Regions from separate parts of the Ovis aries genome. Here region 1 is linked to region 2. Evidence: chromatin contacts called from public Hi-C data. All regions are on one chromosome and are shown on one strand. The core of a region is the stretch at or near the end of the contact, and the rest is flanking DNA. Distances in the headings are between cores, read along the strand shown. Region 1 has its middle 8.9 kb from the start of TRNAS-GGA. Region 2 overlaps AUH (AU RNA binding methylglutaconyl-CoA hydratase).

Region 1 (4,419 bases), core at 1,624-4,123, 440 kb before region 2:
AGTCTCGAGGATGGCTTGATACCACACGTGGGTGTGCACACACACTCACACACATGCGTCGCTGTTCACTTCTGGATGCAGTTCTTTGCTTTGCAACTGATTTTCTTTCTTAAAGTCCTCCTGGCAAATTTCTAGTGAGATTGTCCACTGCTAGACTTTTCTAGTACTAAGTTCTTTCTAAATGGAAGTATAGTGGTGGTTTAGTGCCTAAGTCGTGTCTGACTCCTGCGACCCCATTGACAGTAGCCTGCCAGGCTCCTCTATCCCTGGGATTCTCCAGGCAAGAATACTGGAGTGGGTTCCCATTCCCTTCTCCGGGGTATCTTCCCAACGCAGGAATCAAACCTGTGTCTCCTGCATTGCAGGCAGATTCTTTACCAACTGAGCTACAGGGAAGCCCAAATGCAAGGGTAAATGTTTCGGTAAACACTCTCATGCATTAAACTGACCGGCCACCGCTCCTATGTGATTGGCTGCCTCGCCATCCCCCACAGGGCTCTTGCTGAGCTACACATCTGTCTGCTCTCCCGCTTTTCTCAGGGTCCACTTTTGTTTGCCTCTCCAGTCTGGTCTATTCTGATATCCTTCCGCTTTCCTCTTCCCCATAGTGATTATCTTCTCACAATATCTATGCCCGTGGATGGAAACGGGGGCGGGGAACAGAGTTTCACCAAAAGCCCCTCACCTCTTGACTTGAAGTGCTGCCAAGTAATAAAGCTGTCACTCACAAGGCTCTGTGGCCAGGGGTCTCGGTCAAGGTCTGTATGAATTCAAATGCACATAAATTGAACCAAACCTAGGATAAATGCCATGGAATTAAAGTATAGAAATTTTCAAGGTGGCCTCCACACATCAAGGGAGAATCTCTGTATTAGTTTTCATTCTGGTTAAAAAGTATATATAGATATAAAAAGTCTATATTGACACTAGACACGGGGTGCTTATTGATTACTGGCATTCCTTCAGAGGTTAACTCCTCAGTGACTTATGTTGCTAAAAGGCAGATGATCGTCCAAACACAGCCAGGAGTGTCCACTCTGCTCCTCGGGCAGGGATCCTCAGCCCGCTCAGTCCTTCCCACAGGAAGGTGAAGTGATTTGTCTAAGGTCAACAAGATTGATTAAAAATAAAAATAGATGGAGGTCACTGTGAATGCAAAATGTGCTCAGTCGCTTCAGTTGTGTCCGACTCTGCGACCCCATGAACTGTAACTTGCCAGGCTTCTCTGTCCATGGGATTCTCCAGGCAAGAATGCTGGAGTGGGTTGCCATGCCTTCCTCCAGAAGATCTTCCCAACCCAAGAACTGAACCTGCACCTCCTGCGTCTGCCATATTGTGGGCAGATTCTTTACCGCTGAGCCACTGTGGGATTTAAGGCGAAAGAACTCAGAGAGATGTGGGGATTCGTGAAAAAGTCAGGAAAGCCACAGATGTTTACACACCAAGCATGGCAGATAAATACTCAGAGCAACAAATTCCAGGAATAAATAGCCATTGTGGGAAAAGTAAATGTATCTTTTAGAACCTAAAAGAGTAAGTCAAAAACATAAGCAAACACAAGGCACCTTAGGAACACAATCCCAACTTGAGCTAACAGACTTGAAAATTTGTTCCTTATGCGGGGTGTAATCTTAGGGCACATTCCAATGATCAGTCAATGTAATTCACAACAAAGTTAACCTGAATACAGTTCCCAAAGTAGAGACCGACAGACTCTATTCTCTGACAATCTGATCACCATCTCAGAAAACTGAAGATGGCCATCTTCTTCTGATATCACAGACATTAAGAACACAGACATTAAGAACTGACTTCCTTCATTTCTTCCCTGGTGAGAAAATCAGACTCATGGAGACCTGGAATCCCACCATCCACACATCACTGATGTGTCCTGCGGGTAGAATGCCCATACCTGCCTTGTCCGTTGGCACCACCATTTCACTGTTTATAGGCATTTCCACAACATGGAAGGAATTCAGAATAGGAGTCTAGGTTAGAAATATATATTTGGTAGCCAGTAACACTTAGATGCACCCCAAGCTATGACACTGGAGATGTCATTAAAGGAGTGAGTGTAGATCAAAAACGCAAGAGGCTGATGTGTTGGTTAAGGGTCCCAGAGAGGAGGAGGATTGTTGGGAAAGGGGGGGAAGGGTTAGATGCAAGACTTTTTACTGAAGCCCACCCAGTCTTCCCAGTTTCCCACGTGGTTCAGTGGGTAAAGAATCTGCCTGCAACGCAGGAGACATAGGAGACTTGGGTTAGATCCCTGGGTTGGGAAGGTCCTCTGGAGAAGGGATGGCAACCCGTTCCAGTATTCTTGCCTGGAGAATCCCCATGGACAGAGGAGCCTGGTGGGCTACAGTCCATAGGGTCAAAGAGGCGAATGCGCCTGAGTGCCTGAGCACGCACAAGCATGCACACACCAGATCTCTCACTGCATGCAGTCCAGGAGCTGCTGCCAGAGGAGGTCTCCAGGGATGCGTGGGTGGAGAGGCAGAACAAACTGGAAGGAGTAAAGGGCCACGGGTGTGATTAATTAATCCTTTAAAAAGGACTGTTGATGGAAACAAGCTGTATGCTACTCTGATTTTTTTCTTTTAATAATCTATTTTTTCTTTCTGTGTGCTCCTAAGATTTTTTTTTGTTCTAATTTACCAATTTCCTCGGGCTAGAGCCACATGGATTGGTTTGCTATAGCTGCCAACACAAGGAACCACAGTCTGGGCTGGTTTTCACCAAGAATTCATTTCCTCACAGTTCTGGAGGCTGGAAGTCTGAGATGGTGATGGGGACAGGGTTGGTTCATTCTGAGGGATGCGAGGGAAGGGTGTGTTCCAGGCCTGCCTCCTTGGCTTGTAGGTGGCCACCTTCCCACTGTGTGTTCACACCGTCTTCCTGCTATTCATGTCTGTATCTGTGTCCGTATATTCCTATTTTGCGAGGACACAAGTCATACTGGCCCACCCTACTCCCTATGACCTCGTCTTAACTAATTAGAAAAGCAGCAAATCTGTTTCCAAGTAAAGTCACATTCTGAGGTCCTTGGAGACAGGACTTTAACATACAAACTTGGAGGGGGACCCAATTTAGCCCATAACATTGAGCACGTGCCTTCTACAAAGTAGGGCACATGGCAGAGTACTAATATCGCTTAAGACAAGTCGGTCCTGCCAGTTGCTGGTCTGACTCTTCATTCGGATGAGAGGATTCTTTCCCGTTTGCTGCAATAGCTCTTCTTCACATGTCCTGTTTCTTGTCGAATTATTTTCTCGTCACACGTTCCGTCTCCTTGGTCGCATCCTCCAAGTCTCCTCTTTCTCCTCATGATTTCCCTCTTTGTATTTTTGCTTTATGTTCTGAGATAATCATTCCACTTGGTCTTTTATGGAAGATCTGAACAAATACATGAACACTCATGTATTGGATTTTGAAAATCATGTCTTTACAAATTCATTTCATGCTTTTGGTGAAGCTCCTTGAGAATTCTTACTAGTGCGTGGATAACATTCTCACCCGACTCTTCCAGTTCTGTCTTCCCAAGTGGGAGGCACCAGTTTGATGTGTCTGCTGCCTTGGTTTCTTCTCTCTGGTGACTGAGACCTTGGCAGTGAGTATCTTCTTTCTTCCCTCTTCTATGCTTCGTGACTCCATCTCATTGGCCATTAGGAAAAGCTGCAAGAAACTCTTAAGCAACAGCAAACCTGTGTGAGGTAAAAGGCAAACAAGTTTCTGGTCTCTCTGAGTGGCAGTCAACCAACTCTCATGCAGAGGGACAAACCACTGAGCTCTCCTATCTTCCCAGGGGAAAGAGTAACTCTGTCCCCAAAACAGAGACAGGATCAATGTGGGTCTCCAGGCAACTGCCCAGCTGGATGGGCACCCCACAGAGATCCTCTGAAACTAGGCAGCTTCTAAGAAGTGACCTCTCCCACAGTGGTTTCTGGGTCCCTGCTGGCTGATCAGTCAAGGGATGGTGGATGCTTGGTCTCTGCTCTAGTTCTCAAGGCAAGGCAAAGACGCCTCTGCTCTTGGTTTTCAGCAACCATCCCACTTTGTATTTGTATTTGTATTTCCTTGTGGAGACCCTGCTCCAACCCGTGGCTTCAGGTTCTACTAACTCTTTGTTCTTTTATGTCCACTGTACAGGCAATTAGGAGGAAGAGGTCAGATAAGCACAACCTGCCAGCTTCCTATCACCCTGCTACCACGCTTTAGGGAAAAATTGTTGACAGTCTCCCTGGCATCCATTACCCACCTCTCCTTCCCACTATCCCAGAGCATCAGTGGTTCTAGAAGGGGAAATCCATGTGGTTCTAGAGAAGCTGGCTCCACCGTTGGATTTAGGAGTGGAGTGAGTGACCTGGGTTAAGCAGTCACAGTGGGATTAGCCCAGGAATGGACAAATATTTCAAACTA
Region 2 (4,364 bases), core at 267-2,766:
GCTTCTACTAGAGGATTTGGGTATATGTCAGGAAACTTTATTATAACTAAGAAAACTGTTCTTTGCTTTTTGCTTGGATATACACCACTGTGGACAAGATGTCTAGTATTTCCATTGCTCTGTGGTTGACTTTCATTCTCTCTAGCCTTTTTTTTTTTTTGAAATATTCAAACTTTAGGAAATATGAAAGGCAGTGGAATGAACCTCTTTATACCTTTCACCAAGGTCTCTCCTCATGAGAGAGACCCTTCCACTCTTTGTCTCTCTCTCATATGCATATCCCGCCCCCCCCCCCCCCCGCCTTTTTTTTTTTTTGCTGAACCATTTCAAACTAAGAGGTGAATCTTTAAATATTTCAATGTGCTTTTCATAAGAATAAGAAAGGACTCTAACCACAACCCTATTGTAACACCTAACAGTATTAAAATTAATATTAATATTCAGATTATCCCAGGTTCAAAAGGTTGTTTATAGTGTTTCTTTTGGTTTGTTTTGCTTTTCTAATTCAGGATTTATTTAAAGGTCACAGGTTACACTTTTGTTTGTTTTTTAAAAGTTTTCCATCTCTGTTTGTTTTTTAGAACAGTAATCTTTCAAAAAAAAGTCAGACAAATTATCTTCTTGAAGTTTACACATTTTGGATTTGACTGAGTTATTTCCTCATATTTAGGTTTATGATAAAAAATTTTTGCAGAGAATAGTAAGTAGGCCATGTTCTATATTTCCTTTTCTTCTAATGTGTTGGCACTTAAGAGTTAGATTGTCCCACTTTGGGTGACAGTAACTTTGATCACTTGGTTACGGTGGTGACTTAACTGTGCGTACACTTCCAGTATCCTCCTCTTGGAAGGTTTACAGGAAAAGAATCTTTAATTATTCTTGGTATTGACTGCTTCCCAAATTAAAAAAAGAAAGGAAGAAAGAAAAATGAGTTTTTATTTTATTTTCTGTTAAAAACCAAAAAGAAGGAAGGAAGTGAGAGCATTCAGATTTCACAGGACCAGAGCAAGAGGCCCCAGTTTTGTCTCTTTCTCCTCCCCAGGATGAGGGGTTTGAGATATCACTGCCTGTCCCACTGTAGGCTGTGTTTAGCAATAAGGCGTCTCTTGGCATGGTGTCCAGGAACTCTATTTTAAGGTGTGTCTATGAAGTAATGACAGATTTTTAAATCCAGTGTGTGTGTTGTTCTGAACACAGTAGTCATTTTGGAAAGTTTTGTTTATAACCTTTGTTGAAATCTTAGAATTTACATCAGTATCTGACCTTATTCTTTTGAATATCTTCAACAGTGACTCATCTTGATCCTGTGAGGGTGAATTTGATTTTCAAAAATAGCATAGGACCTTTCTGTGCCAAATCTGATTAATAAGGTCATACTATTTGAGGAAGAAGAAAAGCATAACAACAAAAATAAGACTGCTTTTCTTAAGAGGCTTGTATGATATCAAACATTTACCAGTGTTATGTGCAGTGGACAGCGCTGCTGGATCAGTGGACTGATTGCTAGTGACCTCTAAAGGCCAGTGCTTGTTTGACTCTCTGAAGTCTAGTGCATTCATGAACACACTTCATACACTGTGCAGTCTCATTTCTTTGTACTTTAAAATCTGTTCAATGACCACTTTACTCTTTTCTGTCTATTTACGGTGTTTCAGAAGTTATTGGTTGGTAAGTCATATGGTTAGTTGTTGTAGAGGAAACAGATAGATACAGATACACGTATAAATATAGATGACTCAGCAGTGTTCCCTTGAAGTGCCCATCTGAAATCTGGTAGGAGAGATTAAACGTGTACAGGCATCATAACTGCTCTCTTACAAAGTTGTTGGATTCAAACAGGAATAAGGCAGTTGAAACTTGGAATTGTGAGTTTGAGAAAACAGTGTGGATCCTGTCAGTCATAAACCCAGTTTATAAGACCTGTATTGTGGGTCCCCAGCACGTCTCTAAAACTTCTCTCCTACTGCTGCTCCGTTTGCTCACACACTAGGTTCCAGGTATGTTTATTCACTCAATTCGCAAATATTTGTTGAGCCATCTGGTGTAGACACTGGGTATATAGCCGTGAACAAACATGGAAAGATCACTGGTGCCTTGCAGCTGACATTCCAGGACACAGGCAGTAGACATGGCAAACAGTAAGTTGTGAATTATGGCAGAACTATAAAATGCTATAGAAAAAGAAATAGGGGAAGGGATCTGAGGAGGGATGAGAGCTTGCACTTTAAAATAGGGTTCAGAGGAAGCCTTATTGAGAAGGTAACATTGGGGTTAAGACTGATAGGAATTGAGGAAATTGTCATACAGATAGGAAAAAAGAGCATTTCAGACAGAGGGGCATATAGGATAAAGGGCTAAGATGGGAGCATGCCTGGAACATTCACCCCACCACTGCAACCATAAGAGATGGGAGGAGGAGAGTGGTCGGAGATGCTGTCTGACGAGTATCAGAGAAGTCAGAGCATAGAGGTAGCTGTTACCCTGAGTGAGAGAGACCCACACAGGTTATTAGCAGAGTTAGAGTGCGATCTTAGGGCTTCCCAGGTGGCTCAGTGGTAAAGAGTCTGCCTGCCAAAGCAGGAGACGCAGGTTCAGTCCCTGGGTTGGAAAGATTCCCTGGAGAAAGAAATGTCAACCCTCTCCAGTGTTCTTGCCTGGAGAATCCCATGGGAAGAGCCTGGTGGGCTACAGTTGATGGGGTCACAAAGAATGGGACACAACTGAGTGACTTAGCACGCAGCATGTAATGTGATCTTAGGCCTTCAAAGATTTGCCTGGTTGCTCTGCCAAGGATAGAAATGAATAGGGCCACGTTAGAGGCAGAAACCCATTCCTACTAGGAGCCTGTTGCTGTAGTTCAAATGTTCTGGCTGGAGGACCAAAAAAGGGGCACCCTGTAGGACCCAGAAAGTACCAGGGAAATAGTAAAGAGTGAGGAACTCAGGAATGGGACCCCACAGATGTGTTAGTGGGCTCCTGGACTCATTCCTCAGCTGCGCATGTGTGTCTTACGCTAAGCAGCAAACTAGACACTATTTGAACCAAGCGATGAGCCACTGCCCAGATCTGAGACTGGCCAAAGGCCTTGCAAACATAACTAACACTGAAACCACAGTTCACAGAAGGCTGGCTGGAATGTGCAGCCCGAGTACAGCCAAGTTGATTGAATGCTGAAACAAAAACGTCCAGGCCAGAATTACTCAGCATGTGAACACCGGAACGTCTCAGTTTACATGAGCGATGATCAAACAGATGTCATCCAGAAAGACAGGTGTTGGAATTATCTAAGATTTTAAAGCAGTTACTGCTTTAAGAAGTAAGGGTGAACTGTTTCAGTTGCCTCCTCTTCACCTTGTTGGTGAGGGAGAGATTCCTTTCCTAGGTTGCTGGAGATGGCCAAACACACTAGACAAGTGTGATTGATAGCAGTTTCTTAGTTGGATGTACTCACAGCCCAAGGGAGGCCACCACATGGTACACAGGATCATATGGAGGTTGTGCTCGGGAACATCGAAGAAAAGTGTGGGAGGCAGGCTTTGTAGTGATGAGAAGGTGGTGTGCCCCCTGGTTCCTTTGGGAGGATGTGATTTGTTTTGTTTGAGTTGTCTCACAATCTGGTAGGAACCTGGAACGCTCTCTCCAGGGATAAGTAGGAACACTGCCTAGTCTTCGTGATGAGAAGGGTGGTTTGTCTAGGTGACTTAATAATCCTTTGGAACAGGATTGGTAAGAGACCGTGTGGTCAGGTCATTTGTGGTTCACTTGGTTTCCCTCAGGGTTAGGCAGCACATGATATTGGGCCTTAGTTTTGGACTTTACCCACAGGAACAAATGGAAGTATAGAAAGTTTTAGAATAGAGATAACAGAAGAAAGTGAGTAAACTTCATGATTAACCAGTGGGAGTTGCTCAGTATCAGAGAAGAAAACCAAAAAACCTGAATAAATGAACTGGACCTCAGGGACCTAGAGGATGGTACTGAAATGTTTAACATCTGTGTCACAGGAGTCTTAGAAGGAAAGGAGAAAGAGTTGGGTCCAGAAAAATATTTTTAAAGAAAAAATAGCTGAAGATTTCACAAATTTGGTGAAAGGCATAAACTAAGGATTTAAAAAGGTGAGTGAACCAAAGCCAGATAAGCCCAAAGAAGTCCAGGACCAGACACATCATAATCAAATGCTTAAAGCTAAAGGCCAGATCATCATCATCTTTAAAATTGAAGGAAAGTTGCTCATTATTGATAGGGAAACAACAACTTGAGCGACTGGATTCTTCATCAGAAGCAGTGGAGTCCAGAAATAAGTGGATTTCTATAGTGCTAAAAGGAGAAAACTGTCAACCTAGAATTCTAGGAAAAATGTCCTT

The links. A called contact is a pair of places that touch in the nucleus more often than the background predicts.
Region 1: a contact with region 2 is called in a Hi-C map of tail adipose tissue, with 5 times the contacts expected there. The contact joins two enhancer-like sites. A contact is called at or near these places in 3 of 16 Hi-C or Micro-C datasets (omental adipose tissue and tail adipose tissue).

Annotation. Positions count from the first base shown.
Region 1 is chr2:26,748,500-26,752,918 of ARS-UI_Ramb_v3.0, reverse strand. No RefSeq gene overlaps it. Among named protein-coding and RNA genes, the nearest start is that of TRNAS-GGA, 8.9 kb to the right of the region's middle. Within about 2 kb of position 2,873, at least 1 of the 54 cell types and tissues checked has an H3K27ac peak or open chromatin away from gene starts, as enhancers often do.
Region 2 is chr2:26,309,108-26,313,471 of ARS-UI_Ramb_v3.0, reverse strand. All of the region lies in intron 6 of AUH (AU RNA binding methylglutaconyl-CoA hydratase), which reads left to right. Among named protein-coding and RNA genes, the nearest start is that of AUH, 96 kb to the left of the region's middle. Within about 2 kb of position 1,516, at least 24 of the 54 cell types and tissues checked have an H3K27ac peak or open chromatin away from gene starts, as enhancers often do.